Linked DNA regions of Mus musculus: region 2 is linked to region 1. The links are chromatin contacts, called in public Hi-C maps. All regions are on one chromosome and are shown on one strand. Each heading gives the region's core, a stretch centred on a gene start, on an enhancer-like site or on the middle of the called end of the contact. The rest is flanking DNA. Distances are from core to core; before and after follow the strand shown. Region 1 overlaps Adgrb2 (adhesion G protein-coupled receptor B2). Region 2 overlaps Col16a1 (collagen, type XVI, alpha 1).

The links. Hi-C and Micro-C count contacts between places; a contact is called where the count stands out from the background.
Region 2: a Hi-C map of cerebral cortex shows a contact between it and region 1, with 2.5 times the contacts expected there. The contact joins two enhancer-like sites. A contact is called at or near these places in 1 of 15 datasets of contacts at CTCF or cohesin (the NIH/3T3 cell line), 10 of 484 Hi-C or Micro-C datasets (Th2 cells, bone marrow-derived macrophages, cerebral cortex and 6 more), 4 of 115 datasets of contacts at active chromatin or transcription factors (embryonic stem cells and oligodendrocyte precursor cells) and 4 of 9 other capture datasets (adipose tissue, embryonic stem cells, liver and 1 more).

What each region holds. Positions count from the first base shown.
Region 1 is chr4:130,009,385-130,016,642 of GRCm38.p6, reverse strand. Adgrb2 (adhesion G protein-coupled receptor B2) reads right to left here. Exons shown (of 30, transcript NM_001290715.2): 10 at 7,238-7,258; 11 at 7,093-7,161; 12 at 6,881-6,989; 13 at 6,249-6,585; 14 at 5,225-5,330; 15 at 4,998-5,041; 16 at 4,692-4,818; 17 at 4,264-4,367; 18 at 4,067-4,169; 19 at 3,000-3,150; 20 at 2,752-2,821; 21 at 2,254-2,320; 22 at 2,007-2,092; 23 at 1,610-1,708. Among named protein-coding and RNA genes, the nearest start is that of Adgrb2, 28 kb to the right of the region's middle. Within about 2 kb of position 3,297, at least 16 of the 459 cell types and tissues checked have an H3K27ac peak or open chromatin away from gene starts, as enhancers often do. A contact at or near this core is called in cerebral cortex, where this site is marked.
Region 2 is chr4:130,080,835-130,088,092 of GRCm38.p6, reverse strand. It overlaps Col16a1 (collagen, type XVI, alpha 1), which reads right to left. Exons shown (of 70, transcript NM_028266.5): 49 at 4,918-4,971; 50 at 4,368-4,421; 51 at 3,772-3,825; 52 at 2,230-2,274; 53 at 2,036-2,089; 54 at 1,839-1,874; 55 at 1,541-1,603. Among named protein-coding and RNA genes, the nearest start is that of Gm46871, 5.2 kb to the right of the region's middle. Within about 2 kb of position 3,367, at least 28 of the 459 cell types and tissues checked have an H3K27ac peak or open chromatin away from gene starts, as enhancers often do. A contact at or near this core is called in cerebral cortex, where this site is marked.

The DNA.
Region 1 (7,258 bases), core at 2,048-4,547:
GACAGTCGGCTGGGGAGAGAAGGAGCAAAAGACCAAAGAAAGGTGACCACCACGGTAAGAGGAGTATGAGACAGACAGACGCCCAGACAGCAAGACTGAACAGGCAGAGCATGTGGAACACCACAGCACAAATCCTTGTAGAGAAGATGGGGCCAAGCCCAGCCAGGTGGAGGCGTGGAGGAGCCGCTGGCTCCTGATGGTTGCTCAGAACCCAGGGCAAAAGGGTCGTAGCCGGGGTCAGAACCACGCCCACGAATCCCTGGCCTCCTTACAGAGAAAAAAAGGCAGGCAGGCAGTGGCCAACAGACTGGTCTCCATCCCCAGCAACTACTATAGCCCATGAGGAACAGGAGATAGAAGGAGCCACACCCAGCCCACTCTACCACACCCGCAGCACCCCCTGTGGAGAGTCAGGCACAGCTCCAGACAGGGCAGGGTGGCACCATTCTGCAGAGACAGCCAGAGGCTGAGGCAGAAAGATGGGTGGGCAGGGGCCCAAGGCCTGTCCTGTGAAGAGAGGTTCAGGGCTGTTGAGCCAGGCAAGGTTGGGGTGGAGGAGGCACAGTGTCTGTCAAGCCCTGGAGGCGGAGCCAAGAACCAGAGATGCTCTAATCACAGTAATAAGAGCTGCCATTGATTAACCAGCAATTTTCTGCCAGGCCCTCCACTGAACACTTTACATAGATTATTTCAAATTGTGATCAAAACAACTCCAACAAACAGGCCGGGGGACCAGTATCCCAATTGACAGATGAGGAGACTGGAGTGTGCCCAGCTGGACCGGGAGAGGAGAGCTGGGACAAAAATCCAGCTTGGCGGCAGACTCTGAGGCCCACTCTTTGATCTGCTAGTTCAGCAGACTGGGCATAGGGATGTGGTAGCCCAAAGCAGAGGGATGTCACGCTCTGTGAGCATCACGGAGCTCCATAGCACTAGACGCCTCCACAGGACCCCTGGGGAGTGTGACAAAGGTGTGCCCCCACTGGTTGGGGTGACTCAGGTGGACTTCCAGCCCTGGTAGGAGGATTGAACCTTTGTAATCATCTTGAATAGCTGAGGTTTTAAGATTCCTAGCTGCTAGGTTGGGGTGTCTCAGTGAAGTGATTGTCTCCCTGTATGATTCTGCCTGTGATTGTGAGGTCCAAGGCCTCTGAAATTCAAGTCAGATTCTATGACAGATAAGTGTGTTTCAGTCATTCGAACACTCTGAAGTGTCTGATTGTCTTAGTCGAAGATTCTCCCATTCTAAATTGAAAGTTTTAATAGCTCAAAAATTCTAAAGGACTACGATTCTCAGGGCCTTGAGGTTGGTGGGGGGGGGGGTCTGCAGCTGTGCCTGTGTAGTAAGTAAATTAAGCCAGAGCCGGGGCAGGGACCAGAGGGCAGGGTGAGCAGGGCACCACAGTGCCCTATGGAGGGGGGGGTGTCCCATTGTCCTCAGCCACTTCATCCCTGAGCTCCAGGGAGCGTACAGCAGTTCGGGGGGCAGGGGCAGGGCAAGCTCTCCAAGGCACTGGGCTGATATCCCTCCCAATCCCCACCGTGGGCACTGCCCTCCCATTCCTTAGCCCCTGCCCGCCCCCACCGCCCCCCAGGGGGCACAACTAACATGGCATTCCTGGCCGAGGCTGAGCTGAGCAGGGGGCTGGGGACCGCTCCACACGCTGAGCAGGGAAGGAGCAGGCTGGCCCAGGGGCACCGCTCCGACCTCGGGGGGGCGGCACAGACACGGGAGAAGGGGGAAACACATGGGAAACCGGGAGATGGGGCAGAATGAGCCCCGAGAAGGGTGGGAGGGGAGGGCAGATGAGAGAGAGAGAGCTGGGTTAGGGTGGGCGAGGGTCTGCCGCCGAGCACTCCGGGTGCCCACCTTGCCTGCACCCTTGATGTCCCAAGGTTGGGGAGCCTGGGTTGGCATCAGCAAGCCCTGAGTCTCCGAGGTGTCCTCGGCTCCCCCTCCCCACATGCCGCCCAGGAAGGCTGAGTGACTGAGACCCTCCCCTTACCCAGCCCTCTGCTTCTTAGATTTGTCTGAGACGCCATCGCGAGCCATGAGCTTGTTGAAGACGATAATCCCGATGAGCATGTTCACCTGGGGGCCCGGGGGAGGCGAAAGGGAAAGACAGGGTCACCAGGTGCCCTCAGGGCAAGCACACCCACGCGGAGAGCTGGAAGTCGGGGAGAAGGCAAAAGGAGACGATGACCTTCTGGGGCCACATCCCTCCCTGGATGCTGAAAGGAGCATGCACATACCAGGACAATGACTGCTGCTGGACCCACGAAGGCATAGAGCAGGCCGCCCTCTAGGGACAGCCAGCAGCTGGGGTAGGGGAGAAAAGAAGAAATCAGACTCCCAGCAAGCCCTTCCTCCCTGCATCCTCACTCCCTGGACAGCCACGCCCACATCACCAGTAGACACTAAGCCTCCGGGCGTGGAGAGACACAGCCATGTCTTGATAAGTCTGTTTCCTCTCCCACAGAGACTCACATCGGGCCCCCCCCCCCCCAGAAATACAAGTGGGCTGACCCCTAAGTGCAGTGATGCTTAGAAATGACCAAATCCCAACATGTCCTTTGTCCTTTTACAGCCAGGGAAACTGAGGCTCAGTGTGAAGGGAGTTTACCCAAAGATCTGCCACAATAAGTATAGGTGAAGACCTCAGCCTGAGAAGACCTAAAGCCCAGTTCAATTCCCTCCAACAGACCCACAAACCTCTCCACCCCCACCCTCACCAATGGAGGCGCACGTACTAGCTGGATGTACCATATCCTTTGGTGCGAGTAAAGCCAACAGACACAGCCACCACCAGGGCAGGTAGACCTGGGGACAGAGTTACAGGTGAGAAGGCTGCAGGTGCTCAGGCGACACCTCCGTATCATTCTCCAACCCAACTGACCCCCATCCCCAGAGAGCTGGGCCGGAGTCCAGGCAGCAGCACATCCTGGCTTTCCCTGCCACTCCAGGCCCAACAGCAGAGTTCAGCACCGGCCTTGCTCACCCCAGCCCAGGCAGAGGAAGCGCTTGCGAACCAGGCGGGTGCGCATCCGCCCGATGACAGCCAGATAGGATTGCCAGGCCTCTGTAAGCACCCAGCAAAAGGAGGACAGAAAGAAGAAGTGTAGGAAGGCAGCCGTCATGGTGCATACGCCCTGCAGGGAGAGGTAATAGGAGGGAGTGGCCCTGAGCAGTGGCCAGGGTGGGAGCTGTCAGCTTCCCACAATGACTGCTAGGCCTAGGCACTGCATGGCCAGCCGCCTACCTGAGTCCCCCTCCCCCACCAGAGCCCTGCCAGGCACCCCCGCCTTCCTGCACCCACACACAGCACGACACAGGCCTGGTGACATGCACACAGCACTAGGCATCCGGGGAGGCGGGCAGGCAGGCCACCCACGCACAGACATGAGCACTTGCTACGTCATGGCCGAGCAGAACCCCACACCTGGCTCTCACAGTGCTCAAACTGTGCAGGGAAGGCCAAGTCAGGTAGGAGGGACAGTCAGCATGGAGCATCCACAGGCAGATGGAGAACTCACAGACAAGAGGTGGCATCCGATGCCTCCCGCCAAACACACATGCACCTAGGCACTCATGCACACACTAACTGATGTATACAAACACTCATTACTCAGCGCACACACACACACACACACACACACAGAGCAACACCTTCAAGTACGCCTGCACCTGACTTCACACACGCCTTCTCCACCATAGGGTCTGAATGAATGCCTGCAAACATCTACTCGCAGGATAGCTCAGTGGTTAAGAGAGAGCACTAGCTGCTCTTCTAGAGGACTCAGGTTCAATTCCCAGCACCCATGGCAGCTCACAACTGTCTGCAACTCCAGTTGCAGGGGAACTGATTCCCTCATTCAGACATGCATGCAGGCAAGACACCAATGCACATAAAATGAAAAGAAAAATAATTAAAAAATAATAACCACCTCCCCTCACTTGCAGGCACCCTCCTCCTCCTCCCCTTCCTCTTCCTCCTCTTCCTCCTCCTCTTCCTCCCCCTCCTCCCTTTAGGCCCCTTCCCACACACCCCCAGGAGCCTGCACCTGCCTTGCTCAGCACCCGGGACTGGCCCACCAGGATCAGAATGTTGGAAGCCAGGATGGACAGGCAGAAGTTCAGCAAGATGATGGAGCGTTCTGATTTTATAAACCTGACAGGGCACAGTGGGCAGAGGCAGAGGCATTGGCTGCCTGCCTAACCCTGGAGAGCCAGCCACCTCCCATCCTGCTCAGCTTCCGACTTACCTCCAGAAGGCTGCATAGATGGCCAGCAGGGTGAGCAGAGCCATGCAGGACACTGCACAGCCGATCACCAGGGGGACAGAGGGAGCACCTGCCAGCTCCAGGGTCTGTGGGAGACGGGTTGCTGGGAGAGGGTAAAGGTCGGGCACCCAGTCTCCCTGTCGGACGCAAGCAGGCATGCTCCTCACGTGCAGGAGGGCACACATGCACAGATGTATTTACACCCATTCATCCACATGCTTCCAGACACAACCAGCTGCACACATGTGCACACGAGCTCACACTCACCTACTGCCACATGCTCTGGAGCAAGTGTCATGACTGCGAGCAACTGCCCCCCCTTCCCATGTGCAGGCCCAGGTACATCTGTCCAGGGCTGCATTTGGGGTCACCCGGATGCCTCCAGCAGCCCAGGCCTCTCTCCCACTCACCAGGTCCTTGGGTGGCTGGGCCAGGACGGCAAAGGTGGACAGGTGCTGGCACTGGCAGCGGGTGTGAGCCGCCTGGGTCTCCAAGGTCTGGCAGCTCTCAGTGTTCCAGTCCCCCGAGTTGGTATCTCTTGGAGGAGGGAGAGGTGGCATGAACCCAGAGCCCAGCTCTGTAATCCCAAAGCTACAGCAAGGAGCCCCAAGATGTGCTCTTGACCCCCTCAGACCTAGGATGGCACCAAGGAACCCTTTGACCTTCTAGATGGGAGACCATTTCTGATGAGAGGGTCTAGGGTTGCCCCAACTCACGCTCTGGAGTAGTCCCAGCTGGCACAGTGGGGATCGGTGGTGCCCTGGAGAACAAAGAGATGCGTGCAGTCTCGGGTGAGCAGCATACCATGCCCGGCCATCATCAGGCCCGCCACAGCAGCTCTCACACAAGCCACACCCACCGTCCAACACAGACCACCTCCCTGAGATAGGCCTCACGCCTGTGTGGGCAGATAGCTCGGGTCCCCATCCGGGCCCTCACTCACATTGATGATGTACGAGAGTTCCACTGTAATGAGGGGCTCAGCTGGAGGCTGGGTGGGGGGACGCACAGTCACTGTCATCACCCGGGAGGTGACAGCAAGTGGAGGCCTGGGGAGACAGATACTGAGGTCAGCTCCTGCCAGCAGGTGCCCAGACTTAGAAACTTTAACTGTCATAGTTGGGGACTGCCAAGGTCTGAGGATGGGCACAGCCTCTGGGAACTACCTAGGTGTTTTGGCTTTGTGGATCTGTGTCTGCACACACATGTGCATATATGCAAGTGTGTGTACATGTGTGTTCATGAAGACTACCTTAGCTGTCCTTCCTCAGGCACTGTCCAGCTTTTTAAGACAGCCTCTCTTATTGGCCTATAACTTTCAAAGCTGGCTAGGCTGACTAGCCTGTAAGCCCCAGGGAGCTACCTCAGTCTCCTTCCTAGCAGCAAAAATGCAAATACATTGCAAGCAAGCCAGGCTGGTGTGTATGGGTTCATGGTTCTCAACCTGTGGGTCCCGACCCCCAAGCCCATTGGAAAACATAGATGTTTATATTACGATTCATAGCCACAGCAGGATTACAGTTCTGAAGTAGCAACATAAAAAGATTTTATGGGCTGGTGAGATGGCTCAGTGGGTAAGAGCACCCGACTGCTCTTCCGAAGGTCTGGAGTTCAAATCCCAGCAACCATATGGTGGCTCACAACCATCTGTAACAAGATCTGACTCCCTCTTCTGGAGTGTCTGAAGACAGCTACAGTATACTTACATATAATAAATAAATAAATCTTAAAAAAAAAAAAGATTTTATGGCTGGGGCGTGGGGTGGTCACTGCAACGTAAGAAGCTGTATTAAAAGGTCGCACACAGCATTAGGAAGGTTGAGAACCTCTGACATTGGTCCTGGGGTCCTCATGCTTGTCTCTCATGATTCTGAGAAGTGACTATGTCCACAGCCAGACAAGGGGCCTCCAGGTATGCGGCTGCAGGAGGAGAGGCTGCAGGAGGAGACGCTCTTTGGTGGACTCACCTGGGGGGCGGCAGGATGAGGCCAAGGGTGCGGTAGAGCACAGCACCGATCACAAAGTAGGAGGAGGACTCTTCGGGGTCAGCTGGGAGAAGGCGCTGGTGGGCGTGGCCTGGGCCAGGGGGCACCGTTCCTGGGCCCCTCCCCCTGCCCGGGCTGCCTGCTGTGGCTGCCCCAGGTGTGGCTGGCTTTCCTGGGGAGGACAGGCTGAGCACCTCCTTGGGTAGAAAGAGACGATCCTCTGAGTGTCGCACCCAGTCCTTCATGCCCCTGCGGCCCCGCATGGGAAACGTGATGTCACTGGACACGGCGGAGATAGGCTCTCTCTGAATGCTGATCACTGCAGCAGAGGGAGGGCGGGCAGGGAGTGCCAAAGACAGATGCAGGGAGATGCATACCAGGGAAGACACATGGGACGTTGGAAGCAACACAGAAGGCAAGGTGCATGAACACAGAGCCGGTGGAGGGAGACACACAGACAGACAGAAGCATGGGGTTAAGCGGAGGGGGGGACAAAACTTGTAAATGAAAGAGCAAACCCAAAGTGTCCCTCAGGACTATCCCTCACCCAGGGAAGTGGGGTGCTAATGTTCTAGTCGGATCCAGCACCCACTCCCCCGCCTGCATCCTTTTACCCAGATTGTCCGTGACAATGAGAGAGCTCTGGAAGGCCTTGAGAGCGTCGCCCACGAGGTGAATGAAATCTTCCACAACACGCAGCAGGTGCACAGAGCCCGGTGACACCTAGGAGCAGAGAGGGTGTGAGGGAGGGTCTGAGGCAGAGTCTGAGGTGGGTCCTGAGAGGAGATGGCTGGAGGCTGAGCCCTCACCCCGGGTGACCCCTCACCTGCTGAGCATCATCCCATTTGTCCTTGTTTTCTGAATCCACCATGAAGCTCACCACCTGGAAGAAACGCTGGGAAAAGAGGGATGGGTGAGGAGGTGTGAACCTCCATGCTGCCCCAGCAGACCCCACCGCTGTGGAGCAGTACCTGCACGTCATCGGCGGAAGG
Region 2 (7,258 bases), core at 2,118-4,617, 71 kb before region 1:
GGAGAGAGAGATTTGGAAGTGGTCCCATGCCTGTGACCTGGGTGTCAGGGCCCTTAGGGTAGATGGACTGGGAGATGAGGCTGGGGAGGTGGGCACTGGACCTGGAGGGGCCCCACGTAACATGTGGCACATAGTCAAGAAACAGACCAGTGGCTTTGACATCGCTTCTCAGCACCCTGGGAGTTGGTGGGGGACCCTTGATCCTTGACCCTGGGAGCATAAACTAGGTTTCTGGGCCAGAGGATAAGATTCCAGAACCTTCTTCCAGGTCTTATCCAGAGCTTCCTCACTTGTGTCTGTACTCTATGAGGTTGCACGCAAACTTTTGTCTAATAAAAGGCTCAGGGACTGTAAAACCACCTGCAAACAGCCATATAGCCATGGAAAGCCCAAAGCAGGGAATTGGGGAGGAGAATAGGAGTGTGGACTGAGAGGTAAGATGCTTAAGGAAAGGTTGCTGTTTCCCCTGGGCAGCGGAGAAGCTCTGCGGCAATGGACAGACACAGCTACAGGGCAGAAAGTCGGGGGTGTTGCAATACCGCCATTGACCAGGAGGGGTCAGCACAGTTCTAGCCAATGTCAGCCTCGCTGAGAGTTGAGATGAAGCACCTCTATCCAGCAGTGTGGGATTCTCTGCAATGACCAGCCTAAGCAGGACTTGGCTACCACCTCCATCCTTCACTGGGAAGGCAGGCATGAGAGGGAGCTGACAGCCACCATAGGTCCACCTACGTCTGATGGGCACAAGCCTGGGGAGGCGGCAGAGGGACACTCATCTCTGATGCTAAGACAGTGTGTGCCCTGGATGGCTCCCTAACTTTTGGGTCTTCCAACTGTTTTCTTTTCCTCATTGTACAGTGAGAGGCTAATGTGTGGCTTCAGAGAAGAGAGGCTCCCAGAAACCACAGCGCCCTGTGGATGCCTCCTCCATCCAATGCTTAGAAATTAAGCCTGGGGTCTCCCCCAGCTCCTACCCAGTACATAAGGGAGCCCCAGCTTCTGCTGAGCCAGGGACGTCACCTCCAAACTGCAGCAGGGCTATGTGCCTAGCTTATCACTGTAGTTCTAGAGTCAGTCCTGCAGAGTTCCAAGGCTGCTGTCCCAAGATTATCACAAAATCACAGGTGACCCTGTGTCTTCGGGGCCCTTGAGGACAACCTACAGAGAGAGGCAACCCCTCCTCCAGGTATGCCTCCATTCAAGGGGTCCCAGTTTCATTCGTTCCCTGGCTCCTTGCCCCCTCTGCTTCCCCTTGAGAAATGAAGCTGGCTGAAGCTGGCCTGTCACAGTCTAGTTACCCGCCTCTACCAGTCCTGTGCCTCTACCCCCACCTTGTTTATGCCAGTCTCCTGGCAAATGGGAGCCCAGGCTACTCAAAGGCTGAGCAGGGGGGTAGGGAAGGGAGGATTAGGAGAGGGCGTGGGACCATCCACAGAGCCATCCGTTGGTGAGCACAGCCTGACAAAGATGGACTTGTCTGTGAATTTTCTCAACAGTGGCAACAGCTGCTTGGCTTTGGCAGAAGTGGGGTTCGGCTCACCTTCTCTGCTTGGGGGCCAGGTGGGCCAGGAGCTCCAGCTTTGCCTGGGAATCCTGGAGGACCCTGTGTCAATGAAGAAGTGGGCAGGGCTGGAGGCGGGGCTTCTTCCCCCTACCTTCTTGGTGGGCGCCATCTATCTGCCTGACCCTCCGTGGTTACCTGGCTCCTGAAATCTATCACAGCCACTTGGACTGTTTCTCCCACCCCCTACCTCCCTGGCCCAGGTCCATCTTCATCCGGCAGGCCCTGCTCCTCCCAGTGGGACCGCCTTACAGGGAACTTCTGTGTCTTTACTCACCGGTGGGCCTGGGAAGCCTGGCTGGCCTTGAAATCCCTAAGGGAAGAAATGAGGAGGTCAGCCCCCCCTTCTTGGACACTTGGTGGAAAGAGGAACAGGCTGGGGTAGCCTCAAGTCTGCAAGCTTTGTCCTTGTCCTCCAGTCTGTCCTAGATGGGCAGCAGGTGAAGTCCCCTCAACCTCCCAGACAATGCTCACCTGGTCACCCTTCTCTCCAGAGCTCCCCTGGGGGCCTCGCTCTCCTCGGGGACCCTGTTGCCACAGAGGAGAATGCAGATGAGAACCCAGTCTTCCTGTCTCTTGGGCCGCAGGGAGAGGCCAGGGCACTCCCCCACCCCCACCCCCACTCTCCACCCCACCCCACCCCACCCCACCCCGTGCCCGGCACTCACCGCTGGACCTTGGGGACCTGGAAGGCCTTCAGATCCTGGTGGGCCCTGGGGACGCAAAGTAACAGAATCAGTCACTCAGAAACATGAGGAGTGAGGCCCTGGGGGTGGGCAGAGCACGAGGTAGGGGTGTCCTCTCCACCTGGCCCTTCAGTTCCCTGGAACCAGCCCGCTAACTAATCCTGCTACCTCCTGGCCTACAGCAATCTGGCCAAAAATTATGAGCTAATCTCTCTTGTGTAGGTCCAGCTCTGACTGTGTCACTCGCTGGCTCAAAAGCCTTCCGGGGCTCCCCTCTGTCTAATGAATGAGGCATACGCTTCCCACTGAGGCTGGGTTTACAGGCATCCTGTAATCTATCACCAGCCACCCTTCCCTGCTTCACACCCCTCTCCCTGCTCCCTCCGCTATGCTTTCGCTCTGTGCAGACTGCTGTACCCTGAACACGCTCTGTTGGGTCGCACCCTCGAGCCTGGGCATGGCTATTTCCTCTCTCTGGAATGCCCACCATTCACCTCTCCTTCCATGTGTCCTGAACCCTCAGGAAACCAATGCTGTCCCTGCCAGGACCCACCCATGACCTCCTGCTCCGTGGACCTGGCACAGCTCCATCCTCCCCTGATCCTCCTTGGGGAAGGACCCCCTTTCCCTCTTCTACAGCATCATCATGCTACCCGAGCCCCACTCTGCTCAGGGCTCTCAGCTCTCAACATTCTTGTCTGTGTCTGTCTGTCTGTCTGTCTGTCTGCCCGTCCGTCCATCCATCCATCCATCCATCCATCCATCCATCCATCCATCCATCCATCCATCCATCCATCCATCCATCTATCTTTCTATCCATACATGTTTTTATCTGCTTCTTGCTGCAGGGCAGGGCTCACAGGGCCTTTTTTGCTCAGTGCAGACCCCTCAGAAGGACTCGCAGCACCCAGCCTGCCTAGGAGACCATCCTGTGGCAGAGTAGAAGAGTGACAGGGTTGGCCTGGCTGGCGTTTGTGAGAAGGGGAGAGATGGCTCCAGCTCTAGCTTAGCAGATCCCGGCTATGAGGGCTGAGGTTCTTCAGCAGATAGACATGGACTCCAGCCCAGCCCTCCTCCACCACTAACTCACTCCCTGGCTGGCTGCAGGCCTCTGGGTGAGTCATGTCACTCAGGAGCCTGTGACTTCATATGCTAGCAGTCCTCAGCTCCTTCCTTCAGTGTAGGACCCCCATGAAGGTGGCCTCAATAGAAGAAGAAGAAGAAGAAGAAAAAAATTCCTGGCCCTGATTTGGCAGGAGAGGGGAATTCTGCCAGCTGACTGGGCCCTTTCCCTCTGACTTCTCTGCAAGAAGCCTGCTAGGATCTCCTCACAGCCTCTGCCTCCGCCTCCGCAGCCACCAGCCTGTGCAGAGCAGCAGCTGGAGTGACTGGGGCAGGGGCAGCAGGGGTCACTGGCTCCTCCTCACAGGAAGATCTCCAGTCCAGCGGATGAAGGTGGCGGTGGGGGTGGGGGGGCACCCTGCTTGACGCTCACCTCACATCCATACCCATGCTGCAGCTTACCGATTCGCCCTTCTCTCCCGAGGGGCCAGTGTATCCTCGCTCTCCCTTGATACCCTGATGAGCAACAGCAGAATTAGCTCTGTGGCCTGCCTACCATGGTGCTAATGCAAGATGTGGGGGTGGGGTGGGGCAGGGGCGGGGTGGGGGTGCAACTGGGGCCCAGACTGGCACCTGAAGGCTCAGGGCACCAAAGTAGGGGATGAGAGAGAAGAGATGGTGGCCAGTAAGGCCTCCCACCTGCCACTGTGGCCCACGCTGGAAAGTGGGACATACCCACCCCGAGGGCACCTTTGCAAGGGGTGGCACCTCTCAGATGTCTACCTCTCTCCCCTAAATCCCCGTAGGAAGCAAATCTCAGTTCTTTCTGAGCCTGGGACTCATAATAGCTTCCAACAGTGTTCCCTTCCTTCCTTCCCATCAAAGTGGTGGTGGCCAGCCATATTACCAAGGGAGCCAAAGTGGGGTAGGGGTCAATATGGACAGCCTGGCCGAGACTGAATGCCGGGAAAGAAGGGACCCAGTTGAGGGGCACCCCGCCTGTTTTCACCACCAGCCTGTACCTCCCGTACCCCCAGAACCAGAGCTCTCTTACTCACAGGCAGTCCTGGGGGGCCCATGGCACCTGGGTAGCCAGGTTGTCCTGGAGGACCCTGCAAAGAAAGGCAGACATGATGAGGGACCAGCCCGCAACATTTCTGTGACCCAAGCCTGAGTACCTGGCTCTGCCATCCAGTAGGTGCCCGCCCTTGCACACGGTGACTACTCTGGGCCATTCCCCAAGCCCAGGTTCTCTTGGCTAGGGGTCAAAGCCCCAGGCTCACCTGAGCCCTGGGAACAGAGCAGGAAAGGAGGCCCAGAGTGAGGTGGGGGAACCAGGTGTACAAGAAGGGTGCACAAGTGCTACGGGCGGAGGGAAGGGGAGGGCCCACTGGCAATGGCATACAGGAGCCAGAGCTGTGTGTGCTCCTAGGGTGTAGGCGCGCATGGGCACCCAGTTGCTTGGATCCAGGGGGTGTGTGGCCCTTTCTTTTGTAGCCTTCAGCCCTTCTGATCCAGGCTGAGAATTTCAAAAGAAGGCTACCTCCCTACTTCTACTCAGTGGCTGCCCCTCCACCAGCTCCACCGGGCTCCTCAGCCTCTTCTTACCGGTTCTCCTTTGTCTCCAGTCAGGCCCGTGAGGCCTCGCTCCCCTTGAAGCCCCTTAGAGAGAGAAACCATGAGGAACTGCAGAGGAGGCTAACCCCTACCTAGCCCACGTTCTTCCCTGCCCCACGCCTGCCTCTTCCCACTCTGCACAAAGGTCACCAGTGGTGGTGACCCAGTGTCCCTGGCAAAGTGACTGTCTCGGGTGTACCCTGGAAGAGTTAAGTCCAGACGTATGGGTGCCTGTGAGGAGCACAGCTTCCAGAGAGGCGGCTGCAGGGACACATTTGCTCAAGTGAGCGGCAGACAGGGCGGCCCCCAGGTAACCTTCACGGTCATTTCCTACGCCAGAGGCTGTCTGGGGGTGCATCTTTAGGAGATGTGTGCTCCTTCAGAGGGGGGCTGTCAGGATAGGTGCCCCCACAAATGATGTTCTTCTCTATGTCACCATGGCACTTACCTGTCCCGATTCCCACCCAAACCCAAATCACCCTCTTTAGGGATACAAGGAACAGGAAGGAGAGGGCTCTCTCCAGAGCAATCCCATGGCACTCAGTAACGGGGACATTAGTTTCCATGGAAGCCCCTCATTCCTCACCCTGATCTCCAACACTGAAAACATCTCGGCTGCCCCCTTCTCCCTCGTACCTGCTAGAAGTGGTACCCAAACCTCTCCATGACACAAGACAGATGGCTAGACAGACAGATGGCCTCTTCACCCAAGCAAGCAGAAACAGACATGGTCCGGCCAGGGATAAAGACATGGGAACAGATGGAAATGTGACAAGGAGGGGCCCTGGCCCCTGGCCTCCACCGCCACTCCTGGGAGGGCAGGAGCCAGCCCGGGGGAACACGAATCCAACAAACAAGGGGTTTAGCTTCCATGACCCGGGAAGGAGCAACAGTGAGGATGGGGGAGGGGTTACGATTTAAACACACCTGTGACAATGACGGTGACAAGACAGAGCAATTAACGACACCTGGCAGAAGGATCAGCCCAAGGCCCTAGACACAGTGGGGCAGGGCCCTAACACCAGAAACCCAGCAGGCTGGTACCACATGCCCAGTCTTGGAGCAGACTCGGCCTGGAGCCAAGGAAGAGGGAAGAAGAGGAGGCCATGGGTTCCCTCTAGCCGCAGGGAAGGGTGCACACAGAGCTGCCTGTGAATGCCCAGAGTGCCTCTGGACAGTCCTACCAGGCAGCAGGGCAGCTGACCTGTGCCAGCCTGCAGTGTGAAGCCCTAAAGCTTTGGCATCTCTGCCAGGCTCAGAGCCAGGCGCCTGGCAGGGCCCCAAGAACTACTTTCAGCAAATCTTCAGTCCACCCGGCAGTGGTGGGAAGCAGGAGCCGAGCCGGGAGAGATAAAGGGGCTCCCTTCTTAGAGGCACCAACTTCCAGTGAGAAGGTAAAAGAGGCTTGGGGACAGAGGGGAAGTGATGTGTGTGGGCAAGGAAAATGGAGGGGGTGAGAAGGAGAGGCCGAAGGGAGTGCGAAGAGGTCAGAGACCAGAGAGCCGAGCTGCAGGGACCTAAGGGAACCTGTGTCGTTAGCTACCATGTCTGTGGAGGACAATGAACAGAACACCAGGACACGAAGGGGGTAGAGGAGATGGCACAACCGGGGACGGGGGGAACGACAAGCGGAAGCCACAGAGACCTGGCTGGCAGGAAGGGGGGTGGAGTGCTGCTAGGTTCTTACGGGCAATCCGGGGGAGCCAACAGCACCAGGAAAACCTGGGGGGCCCTGGTGGGAGAAACAGGCAGGTCACATCTCACAAGAGCGGTCACCCTGGGGGAGCCTAGAGTCTGCAGCCAGGGAGCCTTGGCGGGGAGTTTTTCAAGGTCACTGGAAAGGAACCTTAGCAGAAGGTGGCCACTGTTACCCTAAATGGGGCCCCAACAGGCAGAGAGAGCAGCAGCCTCCCCAGCCAGGAGACCCTTCCCAGGGCTCCCCAAGTCGGCCTCTGGTGGAGTACAGATTATCTTCATTCTAGTTCTGCACCCCTCCCCTACTACCCAATCACCAAGGCCCCTCAGGTGAGTAGCCCCAAGGCCTCCATTTTTCTTCGACAAAGAACATATCACCAGCACTTTCCATTTTCCTAGCCACATCTTTCATGCTTCACCAACATCCCTGAGAATTCTGGGTAGAGACCCCTGGCCTGGTGTTTGTAGACTCCCCTAGAGATGGCCTCATAGAGCTATGGAGGGGACCATCCCCAAGCCTTTGTAAGAACTAGTGTTGAGTTGAGTAGAGAGATCTGGCTGCATACATATACCATGCTGGCCTGGGTCCCTCGTGTGGTACTAAATGCAGCGGGGAAGAGGAGGGGGACCTGAATGC